2 separate regions of the Gossypium arboreum genome follow, and region 1 is linked to region 2. Evidence: chromatin contacts called from public Hi-C data. All regions are on one chromosome and are shown on one strand. Each heading gives the region's core, a stretch centred on a gene start, on an enhancer-like site or on the middle of the called end of the contact. The rest is flanking DNA. Distances are from core to core; before and after follow the strand shown.

Region 1 (6,378 bases), core at 1,715-4,214, 200 kb before region 2:
CTAACACACAAAAACAGAACTATTAAGAGAATTGAGAAGATATGTAGGTTAAGGTTAAAATATGATTATATTATATATGAAAAAGGAGTCAATATCAAATTAACAACCATAATTAGCATTTAAATTTAGAAGATATCAACAATATGTAATTATATTATACTACCATATCAAAGGATTTACGGCAGGAAAAATTTTCAAATCATTTACTAGTTTGTACAGGGTTAATAAATTTATTTAAAATTTAATTAATATATTGAAAAACTAATGTAATTATAAAATATTTTAAAAATATTTAACTAATTTAGAATAAATTTATTAATATTATTTAAATTTGAAAATATAAACTATTAAAACAATATAAAAGATCTCATGGTTTAAATATTAATATTAGTCAATTAACATGAGTATTGTTGTTAATACAGGAGGACGTGAGTTTGCATTGAGGAGCTATGAATAGTTTTAAGCATTGTTTAAAAATATTAATATTAATTTATTATAATTGAAATAATAATATTAATAATTTCTTACATATTATGAAATTATTTTGTTTTATTGTTAAGAATGTAATATTCTTTTTTTTGTAATTTTATATTTATTTTACTTTGCTTTAATTAATGAATACAAATAACTCTTATTATATTTAAAAATATAAATTTAATTTGAGAAATGTTATTAATATGGATTTTTAAAACTATATTTTAAGCTTAATAATTTAATAATTATTAAATTTAATATTATAAAATTAAAAGTTAATTCAATTAATTAAAATTTTAAAATAAAGAGATAATTTATTTAAAATTGATTTCATATTTAATATATAAAAGTTGTAAAAATTTAAAACATAAGGTATAAATAATTTAAAAAATTAAAAGGCAAGGAATTAAAGAGTAATTTTAAATTGTTTAATATGAGGTAAATTTTATATGGTTTATGGAGGTTGGAATAATTTATTTATATTATATAAGCAACACCTCCAAATTTTCAAATATCAGTTACGTTAACTTTCAACGACTGATTTTTTTTTAAAAATTATTAAATGTTCTTTTAGGGAAAAAAAAAGAGTACACGTGACATGTAGCTAAACTCACAGGTGTAATTTTTAAAGGGTTAATATTTAGTTTACCTCTAAATAGTACTTACTTATTTCTTAAATTTTTTTTGGGACTTTGTTGGTATTTAAACTTATATTTTGTCATCTAAGCTGGTATCTCTGCACTGATATTATTAGTTTATATTGATGTGACACTAATAATCAATTTATTGGTGACATATAACAATTTTTAATAAGTCACGTGATCAATATAAATTTTAAAAATTAAAAACTTTAAAAATATAATTTTTTCACATCAATAATGAATCGGACCAAATTTTACTTTTTATTAATTTATTTATTTTTAAAGAATTTTTAAATTTATACTCCTTACATGACATTCTTAAAATTGCCATAAAATTAATTCAATAAAATAAAATTTTAAAATTAAAGGTAATTTATTTAAAAGTTACATAAAATTATAAAAATATGGAATAACTTAAAAGATTAAAAGACAAAAAGTAAAACTGTAATTTACCCAAATTATAAATAAATATTTCTAAGTAAAAATGTCATATGTCAAAAAAAATGTAATATAAAGATGGATATATATATATATATTATAACCTTAAATTGCTTTAGTGTATATAATTAAACTAAATTAGATATTTCATAATCAATAAAAATATCATAGAGTTTCTTATATTAGGAGTTAAATTATATTTTCTCTCTTCTACTAAATAATGGACAAATTAGTCCTTATACATTAGATCAAAAAGTAAATTGATCATTTTATTAAAAAAAATCATCCATTTGGACTACTAAAATTAGTATAGTTGACCAAATAACTAGATAAGAACACATGGCGTGCCATGTTTACCTTATACTGGCATATAGTAACTAGTTTTTAACAATAGAAATGAATAAAATTTTAACAAAATAACTAATTTACTTTTTAACGTAACGAACAAGCATTAATTGATCTAATTTCTAAATAAAAAGGCTAAAATAAAATATAACTTGTAATGCAGGGTCTCTACGATAATTTTACCGTAATCTTGCAATGCGATGAAACTACCCCTAATAAAACACAAAACGAGGGCGGGAAAGGATTAAAGAAGAAAGACGAGAAAGCTAAAACTTACATTGGATCCATCGTAAAATCTGAGCCGTCCATTTGACAAAGAAAAATCAGCGCTTTCCCTTACGCGGCAAATTCTCTACCACCTTCCAATTAATAAATTCACCCCCTTGGTGTTTCTCAAAATCAAAATTTGTTATTGATTCATATATTCTGCCTAACCTGCTCTAATTTTGTTGTTTTTTTTTTTTTTGGATTTTACAATTTTTAATCCCATGTAGTTATCTGTCTCATTACATTAATATTTTTATTTTTAAAAATTTATAATTTATGTATAATATAAAATTTGATTGTGAATGTACTTGAGAGCTCCCTTTATTATAATGATATAATCAAATTAGTTCCTTTACTATCAAATTGATCAATTTAATTTTGTATTATTAAAAGGAATCAAATAATGCTAAATTAAAATAGAGATAACATCATTTAAAAAATATCATTTACTATTCAACAAAATTAATATTTTAAAGTATTTATGGTTTTTATATGAAGTCTTTTGTTTCAATTAAATTAAAATTAAAATTAAAAAACAATTTTCAAGGCATTTTACTTTTTTTTTTTTCTTCACAATTTGGATTTACTTTGATTATTTTTAAAGTAAAGAGACTAAATTAATCTATTTAATAATAGAGGACTAGTTTGATCTAATCCCTATAATGCAGGGACCTCCCAAGTATTTTGACCTAATATATTTAACTCTTGTAGTTTGGATCAATTCAGGACTGAAATATAAAAATTAAAAAAGAAAGTAGAACCATGAAATTAGAGTATAAAGACTACATACGTAACTTAATATAACATAAGTGCTAATATCACAAATTGACCTCTTTAAAATGATATCATCAACAACCCTAGCCGCCATCTACTATTTCTTTCCCATTTCATTTTCGATTTCACTTTTTTTTACAAAAATATGATTTACGTGAAATTCTAAATCTCTATTTTATTTTCTCTCTTCAATTTCTAGGAAAAAAAAAACCCATTTTTTAAAAAATTTCATTTTCTCTGTCTCTTGGTAAAGAACAGAGATTTTTGTTTTTTTTTGGTTATGAAAATTTGGAGTTGATTGATCTTTACTCACCTTCTTTTTTTTCTTTGTTTACTCACTATTTTGTTGTAGCTGAGTCAGAGGTTATCAGATTTGTTGATAACTCGGTCTCGATCCGCTTCTTAACTGGAGTTTTATCCGTTGAGTTTCGTTACTTTCTATTTTTTGTAACGTTCTGCTGTTGTTTCTTGGGTTCTTGTTTCGACTGAGTCAAGTCGGCGTTCCGTTCTTTATCGACTGAGTGGACTCCTTGCGAAGTTCGCTGAGCTAACTCGCTAGTTGGGGGTGGGGAAGAAGAAGAACCGAAAGGCGATGCCTTCGGTGGGGATGAGGCGGACCACGAGGGTTTTCAGGATGGTGAAGAGCTCGGAGGCGCTGGTTCTTCGTTCCGGCCGGCGACTCTGGCCTGATTCCGTCGAAGTAGAGCCCAAGAGTGGAGTAAATAAGGCCACTGCCGAGGTAAATGGGAATCCAAAAATATTAGTCAACGAAGAGATTCCAAAGAAACAATCAAGGAAAAGGAAATCTGAAGCTGTAAATGATGATGCCAATGATGATAGGAGGTTTGGGATTGTTTATAGCCGAAAAAGGAAACGAAATGTTGTTCCAAACAATCAACTTTCTTTGAATTCGGAGCAGAAGAAGTGTGGGAAAAAGTTTCACAGAAGGCGGGTCATTAAGAAGACCAACAACGATGTGAAAGAATCGAGAATGTTCGCTTTTGTTGTCGGAAATGGAGGTTATCATGGCTGGTTTTCGAACCTTTTGTGGTTGGTTTTGGGTTATCTTAAAAGGGCAAATGTAAGGTTCTCAGGACTTACTGCCTTTTTAATGTCTCAGCCATTGTTAAGTGTTTACGCTTCTAATGGTGTTTATTTGTTGCGGGTAAGTTCTTAAGATATAGTTCTTAGTAACATGTATGTACTGAAGCTGGATTACATAAAGCATTTCATTTATTGGTTTTTCTTTATAAAAATTCATTTCAGGGACTTCCTGCAAATAGAAGTGGAATATGCAAGTTTTATGGGGATAGGGGGTCCATTCCGCTGTTTTATGTGGATTTTTCTGCAGTTCCCTATAGTTTTATGTATATGCATTGCGGAATGCTGCTTTGTTCAAGGCGTATGCAATTAGTTCTTGTAAATACTGATGAAATATTTAGTGCATGTGAAGAAGACAAGTCATGTCTAACCTCTGTTGTAGATTTTTCCAAGCGTTTGAGTGGTTCTAATGTAGTTAAGGTTGATAATTTCGGGAGCAAAGGTGTTTCAGATCGCGCTTCCAAACTAAAAGAAATAGGTCGAAATGGTCACTATAAACATGGTCTTTCTCGCATTATCCAGAGGAGGAGGAGTTCGATGCGGAGAAGGAGAGCTAGAAGTCCTTGGCTTCTCGGCATACATAAGGCTAGTGGAGCTCCAATGTCTGATTTGAGCAGTAGTAGGAGAAAAAGCATTCCTTTTTCTTCTGTTGTTTCTAGAAACAAGCTTAGGTGTTCAGTCTGTAATAGTTCAGCGAACTTAGCTGATGTTAGCTCTTCTATTTCGAACTTAATGCAGGGTGCAGATTCATTACAGTGCTCTGCCAATATATTAGTCACTGAACCGGACAGATGCTACAGGGAAGAAGGAGCCATTGTCGCTTTGGAGCTCTCTGCTTCTCGAGAATGGCTTCTTGTTGTAGGAAAAGATGGGTCAACTAAGTATACATACAAGGCAGATAGAGCTATCAGGCCCAGTTCTTGCAACCGGTTCACTCATGCAATAATTTGGACAGGTGATGATAATTGGAAGCTTGAGTTTGTGAATCAGCAGGACTGGGTCATTTTCAAGGATCTTTACAAGGAATGTTCTGAGCGAAATGCACCTTCTTCAACTGCCAAGATGATCCCTGTGCCAGGGGTTTGTGAAGTTTCAGGGTACGAGGATAGAGCCTTTGTACCATTTAAAAGACCAGATTTCTATATCACTTTAGATGGGGATGAGGTATCTAGAGCCTTGGCAAAGAGGACTGCAAATTATGACATGGACACGGAAGATGAGGAATGGTTGAAGAATTTCAATAATGAGTTTTTCTCTGGAAATGGTCATTGTGAGCATCTTTCAGAGGATTGTTTTGAGCTTATGGTTGATGCTTTCGAGAAGGAGGCCTATTTCCGTACTCCGGATGATCACTCTGATGACAATGTTGCTACCAATCTATGTCTTGATCTGGCTAGTGGAGAAGTGGTTGAAGCTGTTCATGCTTATTGGTTGAGAAAAAGGAAGAGACGATCGGCACTGCTTAGAGTTTTTCAGGTAAAAGTAGTATTTTGTCTTAATTATATCATCTTGTTATCACAGTACATTTCTTCAGTTTCTCTGGTGTATTACTTGCCTAGTAGGAATTCTTATGGCAATGGATATTACTTTGAAATTTCTTTGTGTAAATAGATTTTGTCATAGTCCTTCAGGTAAATCACTTAGTTGTATTATGCTATCATTGTACACCATTATTTTCGTGTAAGTAAGAAGATTATGCTTGTGTCCCAGTTTTTTTGTTCCTTGAAATATACCTTTATGGAGACTTTTTTGTTCTACTTCTTTGATTCCTCCTTCCTTTTTTCATGCAACGAGTTTGAAGAATTGTATATACAAAGGTCAAATGATCTACCTTTTTAGCAGCTGCTTCAATTGCTTAATATAAATTACATGTCGAAAGTGATTTGATGCTAAATTTGAGTAAGAGATATACAAGACACAGTTTACCAGGATTATGTTCATATATACGTACATATAAAAATTTGAGCAAAATTAACTAGGTTTCAGGTCAGCTTCTTTTTTCTTGATTGAAGTTTGAGGCATAAAATATTGAATCAACCATCTTGCTGATGTGGCATGTCAGTTGGCCTGGTCAACTTGGGTCAGGTTGATTCAAGTTTTAAAATTTTCAAATAATTTTGATTTGGGTCAGTTTTGGTGCAAGTCATTCATTATTTTGGGTTGTTTTTAGGTTCAGGTCGAGTTTTTGGAGTTCAGGTCAGAATTTACAGGTCTATGTTGTCTTTGCTGTGAACATCCTTTTATGTTCTATAATTCTTTGAGAATTTGGGACTCTGTTTTCTACTGCAATGGGAAATGTTGGCATCGTAGGTGTCATGAGATTGAAATATAAGTATTT
Region 2 (6,024 bases), core at 1,550-4,049:
ATTTGAAGGTCAACAATATCACCCACAAAAATCATACTTAGAGCCAGAAAAATGTTAATACAAATCAATAATAGCTTATAATATCAAATAGTAAGCACCAACTCTCTTAAAAGCGTTTGTAGGAAGAATTCAAACAAATAAATCAACATTGAGGCCATGACAGATCCCACATCTACCACGCAGTTAGAAAAGACAGAGACAGAGACAAATGTGAAACATTCAAAGAGACACAAAGGAAGATGCAAAGTAGGAAGATATGGCAAGTTGTCATATTAATATAACAATTACCCTTAATACAGCCCTTAGTGACTGTACTGCAATAATATACCTGCAATGACAGCCCAAAATTTGGATTTCTCTACTTGTATTTATATGTAGAGTAGATGAATATTTGGTCATGGACATGTTAAAGCACAAAAGGATAAAGCTTCATCTAACTTAACTGTTTCTGAACTATTTGCCTTCTTCACTTCAAGCTCCATAGATGGATTTGATGAAGTAAAATTTTCTTTGGGAGTAACATTGGGTCCATTGTTTTCCTCCTTTGCAATGAAACATGAATCTGATGAGTTCAATTTTTGGTTCTTATGCAGGGCAGCGGACTGCTCTAGAGAACCAGACCTTGAATCTGGGACAACATCCTGAGATTGCTCATTCTTGAAAGGAAAATTGTCTTAGTTCATGAAATAATGCATAAAATAAGCAAATATAAGAAGGAAAACTTAATAAACAAATGCTAGGAAGGTACACGAATTACAAAAACAAAACCAATATGCCAACAGCTAGAGGAGTTGACCATGCTTATCAAGTTCTACATGCAAAAGCTCTCCAAATAAATAAAACACTAATCAATATTCCACCTCTATTTCAGTCAATTTATGGCTCTCCATTCTCTTTCCATCCAGAATGACAAAGCCTAGAAGAAAAATCTAACATCACTACAACTTTGTGACATCCAGACAGTACTAAACGTCTAAACCTAAACTCAGAACAACCACAACAAAATGCATGTACCAGAAATAAATTGAAGCATCCCATCAAGCTAATGTAAAACCGAGAGACAAAAACCATATATAGTACACAAATTTGGTTGAAATTGCAGAGTTAAGAGACACAATTTGTAAAACTCAACGTGAGGTCACATGCTTCTGGTATTATCCCTTTAAATTTCTGGGTTGAATAAAATTCATGTCAAGTTAGTAAAAGAGTATGAAAAATATTCAAAAGTCAAACCTGCTCATGTTTCTCATTGTAGAAACTTTTGAGCAGAGCCTTCATTATTTCATGCAACTTCTCAACAGGTTCGGTATGCATCAATAAATAAACCTCAATGTCATTCTCATCCTTGTTCCTCAACTTCCTTATTGAGATATCAAGGCAGTTGATCTTAGCTCTCAAAGCATTACAGCAAATGTCATGCCATTCTTCATGTTCAGCCCAGACCAATTCACTTTGGAGCAACACCAAATCTTTTTCAAGTTCATCGATTTCAGTATCTGCTTTTGCAATCAATATCCTCAACACTTGAATACAAGATTTCTCATTCAAGGCATTTTCTTCAATCATATCTGTAGAAAAAGAACACATTGCATAACTATGGTAATTAAAAAAGACAAGAAAATATCCACCAGAAGTACAAATAAAATAGGACCATTATTATACCGATGCCATAACCAAAGTAAAAGTCATACGGCCATTCTGGTTGTATGAAAGGGCTGTTTTCTTCTGCAGATTACAGACAGTTAGTCAAACCACACAAAAAAAATGATCAAAATAAGACTGCATGCATGTGCTAATTTGAGAAAAATAAAGCACCTTCAGTGAATGATGTCCCCCAGAGGTCGAAAGCCATAAATGATAGGTCCTGCAATACAAACAATGCGACATTATGATTCTTGCAAAACACAAGAAAGCACAATAATGATTCATTACACTATAAAAATTAAAGGGTCATTACAACTATTAAGTATCCTTATTAGAAATATCCTTTATCAATTACGGCGGTCAAGGAGCCTTTACCAGGTCCTTAAATTGTCACCAACAAATTCAAGATTCATTTTCTGGTAACAATCACGATAATCCAACATGAAAAAAAAAAGAAAAAGGTTAAAACCAACGCAAAGTAAACATGATTAAAAGGTATCATCAAGAACGTTAACATAACAAATTTATCCATATATACATTAACATACAACTTATAATAAACAACACGAAATCATTAGCTAATAGTAAAACTTGAAAAAAGGAACTCAGTTTTAACGGCCAAAACTAGCTCGTAATCAAGCACTTACACGTAAACTGTGTTCATTCAAATAGATAAATTAACGACTAAGAAACATCAACACTCAAATTAAAACCACTTCCTTTTTTTCCCATTTTCATCAAACAAAAAAAATTTGAAAAAGAAATTCAAGGCTGAAACAACACTAGAATACTAAATGCCATACAAAACAAAGAATCGACCAAAAGTAGAAAAAGAAAACAGAAACGTAGCATTTTTTTTTTCCTTCTATTTTCTCGAAGGCCAAACCGTACCTCGGCTCAAACAACGAATCAAATGAGGAGATCCCTACAATGGATAACCGGCCATTTTATATAATTTCGAGATCTCAAAAACAAAAACAAATTATATAGAGAGAAAGGGAAGCACTTGTAGTGAGAGAGTGAGCTTAGTGAGCAAAACGTTTTTTTTTTTCTGAGTGCGCGTGTTAGTGAAGGAGAAAAATACTGAGAGTGAAAGCGACGAACGTTTTTCATTTTTTTTTTCGGCTGATTCCCGGGGGGACTAACATGGAAATATGGCATTTTTTAAGGGTAAAATTGGAATATAAAATACAAGTGGCAATGAAACGCCATCTGTGTCAGGTCAGTCGTAGGACACGTAAGAAGTTTTGGGTCCACCCAAGAGATTCCCCCTCTCACCAATTTAGCCCTATTTGGCACAATTGGCTGCCTGTGGACCGTCGATCCGTTGACTTTCATGAAAGCTCATCGACGGTAAAGAAACGCATCGATTTCCGTGGGGTCCACACGCTTTTACATTTACGCTGCTCAGATACTGCCGTTCCTACGCTGTAACCGTCATTTTCCCTTTTTTTTTTTTAATCTTTGTCTTTTTAGCCGTCTTTCTGGGTATTGCAAAATAGACCGATGCGATTTTGCGTTGAAAAATTTTGACTCCGTAAATTTGTTTTAAAATTTAACCTATGCTAAAAGTTTATATGCTTTTTTGGAATTTAAAATTACATACATCATTGAAAAATATATAAACAAAAACAAAATTTTCATGTTGGATAATTTTAATTTAATCCAATATTTTAATAAAAATTATTAATTATTTATATTTACACCGCCTTTGGTGTTTCTTTATTATAGGAAAATTACTTTACAACATTTGATATGAATCCGTAAAAGTTGTATTAACTTATTTTGCTACACTCAACACTAATGTAATAATACATTACAAAAATTACCCTTATTAAATAAAAGATAGTATTTATGTATTTTAACATTTTCAATCATTTTTATTATTAACAAATATTTGAATTAATCCAAAAATATAATTTACTCAAATTTTGGTCGAATGTGTTACATGAATACATTTAAAAATTAACTTGTATATTAATTTAAGATTGTGAATATGTAAAATTTGTAATGTGTTCCTCCTCACATTATAAGTATAAATTCAAGTGTATTCATATATTATGTATATGGCTTCAAATTATTACTTGGTAGATTTAGAAAATGAAAAGAAAAAAACAAAACTTTTGAAAAATACATAATTTTAAACTAACATACGTATCTCATTCATTTTTTCTCTTCCCATTATTTCAAATTGGAATATTAGTTTTATACATTAAAATAGAAAATTATCATCTCTTTTATTTTTTTCCTCTCGCTTTTTTCCCTACCAAATACATTTAAAATTTATTTTCTTTTCACTTTTCTACTCACTCCTTTCATTTATTCACTTTTCCATCCAACCAAACATATCCTTAATGTTGAAAAGATTAATGATAATAGAATTATTTTAACGAAAAAGTGTGGAATTGAAAAAGTTTTAAGTACACTTAACAACCCATAATAAAAAATAATTGAATTATTTCAACGAAAAGTGTGGAAAATGATAAAGCAGATAATAAGCTATTTATCACTTAATGTAGAATTTCTTTTTTCATTCTATTTTATTTTATTTTATTTCTTTTAACATTACCCTTTAAATATTTTACCTTTAAATTTTTAAAATTTACATTCATCAAGCATACTAATTATATTCCATACTTAATTTTGAGTAATTTATCAAACAAATCTTATAACTTAATTTAATACTTAGTTTTTCATTAATTTTTAGTTTATCGACAACACCTAAATTCAATTTTTAAAAAATTATGTTTAAATAAATTATCTCTTAGTCTTTACACTTTAATTTTGAGACATTGAATCTTTATATTTTTCAATTTAAAATCTCAATCCTCCGTTCAATTTGGCGTTGTGTTGTTGACATGTCAATTATAAAACAGTAATATTACTTAGTTAACTCTTAACATTTATAGTTTTAATCAATTTAGTTATTACTCTTTAAAAACACAAAATTCTGATAAAAAAGTTTTAAAAGTTTCATGTTTAAAAAACCTAAAATTTATTTCTTTTAAAATTTTCCAAAAAAAAACTCTTTAAAAATCAAACATGAGAAATCATTTTAAAAATAAAATTTATTAAGATATAAGAAAGCCATTAAAAAAGTGTTATTTACTCATTGAATGGTAATAAAGTCTCTCCAAATTTTGAGATATTTATTCCATCCATGTTAAATCATATTTGAACAGGTAATTTTAATTCAATTCAAATAAATTATATATAAAAATATTTATATTTAAATTTAATTATAAAATATTAGTGTAAAAATAAACTTCAAATCCGTATATATTAAATTTAAGCAAACCAAGTTATTTTTTTCAAAATACACTATAAAATTTTTGAATAGTTAATGATTCAATTAACAATAATTAAGAGTTGTTGATTTGGCTTATTCAAAGCCTTTTTTCATTGTTTTTATCACAGTATATTTTATTCTGTTGCATACTTTGTTTTTTAAATAATTTTTCATTTAAAAAAAAGATGGGTGAGAGTTCCCTCTTGGCAGCTAGCCTTAACAGGCATAGGTCTCCCCCATTAATAGTGATCAATAGACGGATTGAGAAGGTCAAGAGTAAGGAAGGAAGCTCAATCTTACGAAGTTCTTGATAGGAGACAACAATATATTTCCTTCTGAGGCAAGTTGCTAGAGAATATGGTAGAGGATAATGAGATGGTTTTGGGGCTCAATGACATCTTTGAGATAAAGGAGACTGATGTAATGGTCTCTTGAGGTGGGCTAGTCTCGAAGATTTTCTTCTCAGAACGAGTCCATGAGATGATACACAAAAGCATGGCTAGCACGATCATTGTGCAGTTTCTTGGAAAATCTATTAGCTTCAAAGCACTCAGGGTCAACTTCAAAATCTATGACAGCCAATGGGCGAATTCAAGTTGACTGACTTGTATAATGAATACTTTCTAGTCAAGTTTACCTTAGCGAAGGACTATAATTAAGCGTTGACCACAGGACCATGGTTGATCTATGGACATTATTTAATGGTCTAGCCATAGAGCAAAGATATTTCTACGAAGAAAAAGTATTTATCAAAAGTTATTGTTTGGGTTCAATTGTCTGGACTCCCCTACAAATATTTCTTGAAGGGTCTTACAAGAAGGATCACCTTTTATGTGACATTATGCGAATTGACTATAATACAAATATTGCAAAAAGAGGTAAATTTACGCACCTAACAATGGTTGTTAATCTTACCAAACCATTTTTTGCCATGCATTAGGATTGATGGGTTTTCTTAAATTATCGAATATGAAAGGATGTCGACCATCTGTTATTCTTATGGTCACTATAGCCATAGTAGAGTGTTGGAAAAATCCTAGTTTGAAAATTGTTTCTTGCACAATGAAAAATTAAAATTTTGAAAACTGACT

Evidence for each region. Hi-C and Micro-C count contacts between places; a contact is called where the count stands out from the background.
Region 1: a Hi-C map of leaf shows a contact between it and region 2, with 2.7 times the contacts expected there. The contact joins the promoter of LOC108483550 here to the promoter of LOC108483741 in region 2. A contact is called at or near these places in 2 of 5 Hi-C or Micro-C datasets (both in leaf).

The regions. Positions count from the first base shown.
Region 1 is chr1:94,105,109-94,111,486 of ASM2569848v2, reverse strand. LOC108483550 reads left to right here and starts at 2,964. Exons shown (of 5, transcript XM_017787007.2): 1 at 2,964-4,104; 2 at 4,206-4,625; 3 at 4,779-5,516. The coding sequence starts at 3,532.
Region 2 is chr1:93,908,025-93,914,048 of ASM2569848v2, reverse strand. LOC108483741 reads right to left here and starts at 2,799. Exons shown (of 9, transcript XM_017787303.2): 1 at 2,536-2,799; 2 at 1,816-1,864; 3 at 1,663-1,725; 4 at 1,234-1,568; 5 at 444-656. The coding sequence starts at 1,852.